2 separate regions of the Mus musculus genome follow, and region 2 is linked to region 1. Evidence: chromatin contacts called from public HiChIP or PLAC-seq data. All regions are on one chromosome and are shown on one strand. Each heading gives the region's core, a stretch centred on a gene start, on an enhancer-like site or on the middle of the called end of the contact. The rest is flanking DNA. Distances are from core to core; before and after follow the strand shown. Region 1 has its middle 36 kb from the start of Wee1. Region 2 overlaps Mrvi1 (MRV integration site 1).

Region 1 (4,851 bases), core at 1,189-3,688:
AAAAAAGAAAATGTAGAACTGCATAAGAGAAAACATATTACCGGGGCGCCTACGCTGGTGACTTAGCTATTATGAAGAATGTTGTCACAAAAAACCAGCAAGCACCTGCGTTATGTCAGCATAGAGTTGGAAAGGTGTGGTATAACAGGTAGATCTGTTTACAGTTGCTTTATTTTTAAAAGATTTACTTGCTAGGTGGTAGTGGCAAGGAATGCTTTTAATTCCAGCATTCTGGAAGCAGGGGCAGGCAAATCTCTGAGTTTGAGGACAGCCTAGTCTACAGTGTGAGTTATAGGACAGCCAGGGCTACACAGAAAAAAACATGTCTCAAAAACAACATCAACAAAAGATTTACTCATTTTTATTTTATGTGTATGTGTGTGCCTGCTTGTCTCTGTGTGCAAAAAAACATGCCGTGGTTTTGGAGGCCAGAGGCGGGGATCAGATCCCTGCACTGGCTGCTTTGAGTCACCTCGTGGGTGCTGGGACTCAGACCTGGGTCCTCTGCAGGAGCAACAGTGCTCTTAACCACTGAGCCATCTCTCTGGTCCTAATTCACTGGGCATGGTGGCAGACTTTAACCACAGCACTTGGGAGGCAGAGGTAGACAGACCATTGTGAATTTGAGGCCAGCCTGGTTTATATAGTGAGTTCCAGACCGACCAGGGTCACAGTAAGAAAATCTCAAAGATTAAAAAAAGTTTTTACATTTTATTTATTTAATTTGTATGTTCAAGTACAGGCCACCGCACACATGTGGGAGTCAGAGGTCAATTTGTAGGGGTTGGTTTTCCGAGTGATGGGATTATAGGTATAGAAGTCAAACCATCCCCCATTTCTGTAGTGGTCGGGATTGAACACAGAGCTTCATGTATGCTAGGCAAGCACTCTGCCAACTGAGTTATAACCCCAGCCCTTAAGTGAAGGCAGCTTTAAAGTATATTGGTGGAGAGGTTGGAGGGGCTCCTTGGCAGTTAAGAGCACTGGATGCTCCTCCATCATGCAGATTTGATTCCTAGCACTCACATGGGGGCTCACAGTCCTCTGTAACTCTAGACTCAGGGCATCTACTGCCTTCTTCTGGGCTCCACAGATATACATACAAGTGAAACACCCATGTGTATGTACGTGAGTGCGTGCGTGTGTACGCACGCACACACATACATGCAGGTAGAAAACCCATGTGCACATGCAAACACATACACACACACACACACACACATTACAGTGGTGGAAACATCAGGTGAGTGGGTGACAGCAAAGTGGGGTAATCTGTCATGGGCCTTACAGCCATCTGGTGACATTCTTAGCTTTTAGATTGGTGGAAGCTAGTGCTGAGAATACATTTTTAAGGTGTGAATAGTCACAAGATTAGGTCAGACATAGGGGTAGACAATGAATGGCTTTCAAGGGGACTAAAAATAGCCCAAGATCATTTGGTAGTGTCCGCAACATTTTATCTCTGTTCAGTCATTTGACCTTGTATTAGTAAAGTCTCTCTCTCTGTCTCTCTCTCCCTCCCTCTCCTTGTCTCACTGTCTCTGTTTTTCTTCCCCCTTCTGCTCCCCCCACTTCAGTACAATCATAATACTATGTGACCATGTCCCCATAGCATAGCTGTCTAGTCCAGGGCCAATGGCAGGCACTTGAACTAAGAGGGCTCCTCAGATCTCATGACAGGTGGCAAGGAGCCAAGCCAGAGCAGATCCCACTCTGCAGATAAAGGTGGGGTCCAGAAAGGCGAGGAGCTGCTGGCGGTTGGCTCACTGAGGGTTCCTGCTGCAGCCTGCAGAGAGAACCAGAGAACCAGACAGTGCACCCGGGATGTGTTCACAGCCTACACTCAGGGGTTGCCCCTCAATGTCAATCAAGTGGTTTCTGTTAAGGTTCTCAAAGCTTCATTCATTCCAAGAGTCAGATTATTCGGTACCCTTCCCTGTCAGCAGGACCCATGAGGAGCTGCAGTGGTGGGACTTTGAAGTTTCTTTATCAGAGCCTTCCTTCTCAGGACACTCCCGATCCATTTATGTAAGTACTGGTGTCTGCCTGAGACAGCCCACAGTGCAGAGAGAAACCCACCCAAGGAAATTCCTGGAGTGTCTTCAGAGGACAGACATCTGTCCTGAACTTCACCCGTGACTCAGACTGTCTTAACAGCTAGTAGTACAGAGAGGCAATACCCATTTCTAAAGGTGTGACTTCAGTGACTCCTGTCAGCCTGAGGCGGGCAGCTGGAGGAGGTTCAGCACTTCCTGCTGAAGTCATCCACAGTTCACAGTACAGGAATTCACAGTTGAACATCTTAGGACTTTAAAGGGAAAACAGGATAAGTGTTCTTATAGTCAGGAGCTTGCTGACAAAACGGACATTCACGACTGCTCACCACACCTTAAACTGGTAATAATGAATGCCGTTCAAACTTCCTCCTCCATCTAGGAGAGGAAACATCTGTTGGCCTTACTTATACCCTGCTATGTGACAAGTGACAACATGTCTGAATGAAGAGAAAGGAGAATTTAGGCTAGAGAACCAAAAGCTCCATTTTGCTAATCTGTCTCTGAAGTCAAAGCCTCATATAGCTGAGGCTGGGTTTGCACTCGATATGCAGCCAAGGGTGAGATTGGACTTCATTTTAAAAAACTCTACTAAAGTACCATTTATGTGTATGCATCTCTTGAGAGAGAGAGACAGAGAAAGAGACAGAGAGACACAGAGAGAGTCAGAGAGACAGAGAGAGCCACATGTGTCCAAGTGCTGCCAGAGGCCAGAAGACTGGATCAGCTCCCCAGGAGCTAGAGCTACAGGCAGTATGGGACACTGGCAGCTGGGAATCAAACTCAAGTGCTCTGGCAGAGTAGAAAGTACCCCTAAATCATTGAGCCATCCTTCCAGTCCTTACCTTGAACTTGAGACATTTCCATATTCACATCATAAGTCAATATTTCCGTTGCAGGCTCGTGACAGCTTGCCTTTTATGCAGTGCTTGGGACCAACCAAACACAGGGCTTTGCACAAACGAGGCTAGCACTTCACCCACTGAATCACATCCCAAGCCCCTACTTCTGTTTGCCTTTTCCTCAATGCTACAGACCAAATCCATGGCTTTGGGTATTCCAGGCAAGCTCTCTGGGACTGAGCTATTCTGCCACCTTAGAAAATTCAGTTTTGGCCATGTCAAGTTTAAGTTCACTAGGCATTTTGGGAAATCAGCTTTGTAAGGCCCGGAGTTGGATTTGGGTCTCACGGCCATTTGGGGAATTGTTGGGTGTGAGGTAATCTGAGACAGATTTTTAACATGACATACAGATTCAAGAAGGAGTCCTGAGAATGGCAGTATTCAGATCATTGATAGGGGAAAGGGAGTGTGGTGAGAAAGACACCCATGGAGAGAGAAGGACACACTGCCTGAAAACCAAGACTCACTCTGTCCATGAGATGACACAGCCTGTACTAGAGTTCTGCTGAGAAATAGAACATAGAGCAGACACACAGTTTATCTAAACATATCTGCTTAGAGAGTGTGTGTGTGTGCGCATGCGTGTATGTGTGAGAATTTGTGTATATGTGTATAAACATATGTGAATGTGTGTATGAGTGTGTGTGCACAAATGTGTGTGTGGTGTATGTGAGCATGTGTATGTGTGAATGTGTGAGTATGTACATGTGAGTATGTGTGAGCATATGTGTAGGTGTGTGTGAGAGTGAGTATGTGTGTGTGTGAGAGAGAGTGTGTGTGTGTGTTTGTGTGAGTGTGTGTGTTTGTGTAGTGCTACAGCCATGGCAGCTGTTGCAGATGTCAGAGGACCACTTGCAGGGACCAGTTCTCTCCTTCCACTGTATGGAACACAGAATGACGAGCCAGTGGCCTGAATGGCTTGAGAAACACTAAGGCAGCCTAGAGGGGTGTTAAAGGGAAAGTCGGAGGTCAGAGATATGGTGAGGCTGGTGACCTAGGGCCTGGGAAAACCTCAGCTTTTATATTGGTAGACAGGGAAACCTTTAAGTACAGGACTTCCAAGAACTGACTTCCTATTTATCTATTTAATCTTTTTTTTTTAAAGGCTGCTGGTGGTATGAAGACAGGCTCTTATGTTGCCCAAGCTAGATTTGAACTTGTTACATAGCTAGCAATGACCTGGAATTCTGGGTCTTCCTGTCTCCCCTGAGTTTGCAGGCTGATGCCACTATGCCTGGTTTTGTCTATTTTACTTTTAAATTAAATTTGTTGGGTGGTGGCAGCACATGTCTTAATCCCACCACTCGAGAGGCAGAGGCAAACAGGTCTCTGAATTCGAGGCCAGTCTGGTCTACAGAGTGAGTTCTAGAATAGCCAGGGCTATGAGAGAAACCCTAAAATCACTTCCCCTAAAAAATTAAATCAAATGTATTTGTATACGTATGTGTGCGTATTTGCATTAGCACATGCATGCAGATCCCCGAGGTCTCCAGAAGAATCCAGAAGAGGGTGTCAGCCCTGGATCTGTAGAGTTGTTAGCTGCCTGGTGTGGGTCAAACTCTGGGAGCAGCAAGTGTTCTTAACCACGGAGCCCTCTCTCCAGTCCTTTCATTGATTTTGTTTGTTTCTGCTCTTAAATCTACTTTTGTTTTATATGTTTATGTGCATGGACGAGGAGCAGGCAGCAGGTGTAGAGGCGAAAAGACCACTTCTCAGTGGGAGTTTCTTTTTCCATAGTGTGGGGTCCTGGGTTAAACTCAGGTTGTCAGGCTTGGCAGTAAGCACAATGCATTACCCACCGAGCCATCTTGTCAGCCCCCTAGTGTGTGTGTGTGTGTGTGTGTGTGTGTGTGTGTGTGTGTGTGTGTGTGTTGAGACAGTCTCATGTAGCTCAG
Region 2 (5,132 bases), core at 1,992-4,491, 800 kb after region 1:
TTCAAAGGCACCGGCAATGGCAGCAAAGTAGCTGAACCTCCTATTTGGCTCCAAGCAGATATAAATCTTACCCAGTTCCCTTTGTGCCTGGCTGTCCAGAGACACATCCCCTGTCACTCATGCCAGGGTGTCATGAGTCATCACTGGAGTCAAGGACTACTCAGTCTGCCAAGCTCTGAGAGACCCCATAAAGAATAGGGCCCCCAAGGGATGCTCAGAATAAATGGAGGGTCAGGACCGCTCTCAGGCTCCGGGATTGGCTCTGCCTTGCCCAGGTGGATGAATCTGAGAATTATTAAGTCTGGCTGAACTTGAACCCTAGTCCTTGTGTTTTAGAGAAGCTTCTGTGGTGGGGTTTAGGAACTGGCCCCCTGGCTCACAAGGGCCAACTCTTAGGTTTTCTAGCCTAACCTAACAGGCAAGTTCCAAGTTCCGAAGAGAGACCCTGTCTCAAAACAACAGTTATCTAGGAACAACACTTGAGGTTGGTCTGGCCTCCACACACACATGCTCACCCACATATGTGCACGCACGTACACACACACACACACACACACACACCAGTACAGATAGACTACGTTAGCTGAAACTGAAGGGCGTCACTCCTCGGCCACTCTCTTGGAGTCTTGTTAAGTCTCACTAGGACCTGTGCTCTCCAGAGGAGAACGGTCACTGACAGGCCACTGTCCACCTCATCTCTGCTGTCATTAGTGACATCCACTTAGCAGTAATAGGCGCTTCTGCAAACAGAGCTGAGTGCCACCTCTTCTCCCAGAGTGCCAGGTGTAGTGTTTGCTGCATGCTCTGAAGCTAGGCTAGCCTGGCTTTTATCCCTATCTGGTGCACACAGAACACTATCACCCTGGCTGTGAGCCTTCCAGTTGCCTTTAGACAAGTCCTCCTGGAAGTACCACAGAAGCTATATGTTCTGACCACAGTGTCTAACAAATGGCTACCCTTGGGGATGCTCACTGCATCTTTGATAACCTTTGCACACATCTTCTCCCCTCTGCCTGAACTGCTTTTGGTCCTTTGGTCCCTGAAAATCTCCTATTCGTCCTTCAGAACCCAATTCTAACACCCCCTCCTTCTAAGCCATTCCTCTTCTTTACCATAGGAAAAGTGGTTCCTTTCCTCTTTTTTTTCACTGCTGTTACAACCAATCACCACTAATGTGGTGATGTAAAACAACACCAATTTATTATCTTACAATGCTCATATTGAGAGGTAACTTCCCTTTCTGTTCGCTAAGATCTTGGTATTGCGGATGGGCTGGGAAAACGGCTCATCAGTTAGCAGTGCTGGCTACTTTTCAGAGAACCTGGGTTCAACTCCCAGCACCCACAACCATCTGTAACTCCAAATGTAGATCTGACACCTTCTTCTGGCCTCTGTGGACATCAGGAATGTAAGGAGAGCACAGACATACATGCAGGCAAAACACCCACACTCACATAAAACAAAAATATCAACATTTCAGAATAAATAAATACAATCTGAGTGTTAGCAGAGCTGTGGTCTTCCAGGATGCTCAAGGGAAGGAAGCCATCTCCTCACCTCTAGCTGCTGGGGCTGCCTTGAGCCACCACCTCCTGGGGCAACCCCTTCTCCTTGTTCCCAGCCTGCAAAGAAGCGGGCCTCTTCTCTGACCTCTGAGCTTGGCCTCCATGTGTGCATTTCCGTCTCTGTCTTTGTACTCCCTAATGCAGGGACTCTAGTGACTCTGGTGTTATATCTGTCCCTGCAGGTGACCCAGGTGATCTCCCCATTTGTAATTCCCTGCTTGGTTCCATCTGCAGGAACCCTTTTGTATTTCAGGTGACATGCTCACAGGTTCCACTGTGACTTCTCCCAGGGAGCTTTGCATAGGTCTCAGCTCTGTTAGAATCGAAATGCCTCAATAGCAAGAACTTATTTCATTCATACTTTCATGATGAATGAATATTCTTATAAATATTCACTATAAAGACATAAATATTCATATCTCAATGCTGTCCAGTGCAGGGACAAACACAGAAGAACGACTCTCTAAGTGTTTGTTGAATGAATCAACAACAGCCAATCTGGAATACATAGAGAAGGAGGCTTTGCTTTAGTTGAGAAGCAGCTTCTGAGAAAATGGGGTTCATGAAGAGATAGCACACACACACACACCTCCTTCTGGGGCCAGGCAAGTGAGATGAAGGCAGGGCCTCCTCTGTGGATTGATGGAGTCTGTGGTGACAGAGAGTGCAACTGTCACTTAACCAGAGCGGCTACTATTCAATTTTGGGGTCAGGAAGAAATATCATCTTTTGTTGGCAAGCACTTCCAGTTTCCAAGAAAAGCCAAAACTCTAGTGCTAAAAATAAAATCACCTGATTTAGAAACGTTAAAGCTAATACCAAAAAAAAAAAAAAAATTATAGAAATACCACAAGGACCAAACATGTGACTCTGGGGACTCAGACTGCAGCTACCAGTTGCCACCCCTGATTTATGCCCTCAAGTATGTTCCTCTGGGCTTCACATACAAATTAATCTAATTCATTCTCAGCAGCAGTGCCAGCAAGAGCACCCTCGGGAAGGCCAGGGAGCAAAGCAAAGCCCAGTCCTTCCAAAAGGCTGGCAGTACCTCATCAGGTACACACAGAGTTCTGTCCCCAGGGCCGTGTGGTCCCTGGGGCAGCTCCTCCATGTCCGGGCCTAGGTATGGTTGCCAAGTATGGCTTCACTTCTTCATGGCGGCAGGGTCTTGCATCAGGGAAGTACCTCTCAAGCCAATGACCATATGCCCAGAAACGTCATCACTTCACACACAGCTCAGCAGCCATGGCAGTCACACAGCACAGCACAGCACAGAGAGGGTGACAGTGATCTTAGTGGGATATAAACCTGGCTCCCTCCTAGCTCTGCCTTGAAGCTCAGAGATCCTGACAGAGAATGAACTTCTCAGGCTGTGACTGGAAAAGAGGACTTGGCCCCTTCTACCGACTGCCGTAGGTATCATCGACGGGAAGCGCTCAAGAAAGGGTACATGCAGACACTTCCGTGTCTCTTAACTCAACTAAGGACAACACCGACAACCTAAGCCCTCCTTTGTGCCGGTTTGAACCTAAAAGTGTCCACCACAGACTTCTGGGTTCAGATACTTGGCCTCTAAACTGGCAGTGCTATTTTGGAAGGCTGTGGACCAGTGGAGACCTGTGGCCCAGCTAAAGGAAGTGGATTGATCTCTGGAGGGTGGGCCTTGAGGTTTATGGTCCCATCTGGCTTCCTCTCTTGTCTCTGCTTCCTGTCCCTGCCCTCACACTCCTGCCACCACAGCCTGAGCAGCTACACCACCATGCTTCCTACCCCCTGACCCCCACCCTCACCCCCACCCTCACCTTCCTCCACCGGACTGTCCCTGCAAAAGAAATCATTTCTTCCTCAGGTTGCTTCGTATCAGGCATTTGGTGACACTGACAGGAAAAACGGTAGCTAACACACTTTTGCCCGGCCTTCTGCCCACATCCTTTCTTTCTCTTCCTCAGCTTTATTTCATTTCAGACTCACCTATAGACAGTGAGACCTGACCCTCAGGGCCAGCATGCAACTCACCTCTGAGGGTTTCCTGGGACGCTGAATGACTGAGTGGAGGAAAGAAAGTGTCACACACTCCACAAAACGGATGTTCAAAGTCCTGGGTCTGAGGCTACCTTGGGATCTGTGACCGCCCCCCTTGCCCCCTCAGGACTGGCGACCCCATCATGGCTTCTGGAGTTCCCCACACAAGAAGTGGAGAGGACCTAGCACTATGTTACATCTTCCGGGAGAGATGTTGAACATGTACCAGTTGGGTTGATGTACATTCTGGGGTGTGGCTGTTTTCACTCCATTCCCAGACGGCTTCCCCAGGCTAGCTTCTGAGTTTTCCATTTCACCCTTTTGAATGTGACATGCCCCTATGGGCTCACATGTCTGAACACTCCTCTCCCAGCTGGTGGTGTCATTTAGAGTGTTAGGGAGCCTTTAGGGAGGAGAAACTCACTGAAGTAAGTGGGTGTCAGGGGCTCCCACTTGCAGGTATATGGGCCAGCCCAACTCCCTGCTCACTCTCCACTCTCTGAGTGTGACACTATGTGCCCGCTGCCTCAGAGTTCTGCTCACCCATCTATCTGCCTTTCCCACCATGATGGACGGTATCCTCAAAGCTGGAAAAAAGAAAAAAAAATCCTTCCTCCTCAAATTGCTTCTTGGCAGGTATTTGTCCGCAGCGTGAAAAAGATAACTAATTCAACCATGTTTCCTGGGTTTTCTGCCACATGTGCATGCAAATTTCCCCCCAGAGGATTCCATCATGGCGCCCTCTCAAAGCACAGAGCCTTTTCCTTTTCAGTTCCAGGCTCCCATCATTCTACCCAGGGGTTCTGTGCAAACTGACTTTTAGGACAAACTTAGCAATAGGACCTGCAGCGGGTCTCTAATCATCCCCACTGGTCTCTCCAGTGGCCCTGGGAGCTAGCCATGGCACCCATGAGAATGGGGGGGGGTGTTCTCAGAGGATGCAGAAGCCCAGTGTCCACTGCCCTGGCACTCCTGGGACCTCCTTCTCAACAGAGGGCAGCCACAGGGTGTGCAAGATGGAAATAACCTTGAAACCCAAGCCCCAATTCCTTTCTCCACTATGGAGACAGACTGGCACTTGTAAGTCCTCTCACTTGGTGCCTGGAGTCACTCATTTCCTGTGAGGTAGGCCCTTGGGACCACTTGTCTCTTGTTACAGACAGAGGACTAGACTCAACATACCAGTGTGCCAACCCAGTTCTGGCTGCACTGCACACACAGACCCTCAGAAGCCAGTGTGTGCATCTGGATCAAAGCCAACAACAGCATGTTTGTGGAGCTTGGACATCTGCACCTGAAAACAAGCATTCCTTAGGATAGGAGAGAGGATGGGGAGAAAGGGATTTTGTCCACATAAGATCTGAAAAATGTCAACCCAGAAAACCAGTAGCAATAGTCTTTCTTCAAAACTCTGTAACAGACTAAAACAAACTTTCAACCCAGTACCTCCCATCACTCTCCCCAACTGCCCAACTCCCAGCATGCTTCTCCTTTGCCCCCTCCCTCTCCTTCTTTACCTCCCTTCTGAGTTTCATTCTGGAAAGT

Evidence for each region. HiChIP or PLAC-seq counts read pairs in DNA pulled down with a chosen protein or histone mark.
Region 2: a contact with region 1 is called in an H3K27ac HiChIP or PLAC-seq map of large pre-B cells, with 2.8 times the contacts expected there. The contact joins two enhancer-like sites. A contact is called at or near these places in 2 of 115 datasets of contacts at active chromatin or transcription factors (epiblast stem cells and large pre-B cells).

The regions. Positions count from the first base shown.
Region 1 is chr7:110,155,338-110,160,188 of GRCm38.p6, forward strand. No RefSeq gene overlaps it. Among named protein-coding and RNA genes, the nearest start is that of Wee1, 36 kb to the left of the region's middle. Within about 2 kb of position 2,439, at least 103 of the 459 cell types and tissues checked have an H3K27ac peak or open chromatin away from gene starts, as enhancers often do.
Region 2 is chr7:110,953,445-110,958,576 of GRCm38.p6, forward strand. The region is part of intron 1 of Mrvi1 (MRV integration site 1); the gene reads right to left. Among named protein-coding and RNA genes, the nearest start is that of Mrvi1, 26 kb to the right of the region's middle. Within about 2 kb of position 3,242, at least 90 of the 459 cell types and tissues checked have an H3K27ac peak or open chromatin away from gene starts, as enhancers often do.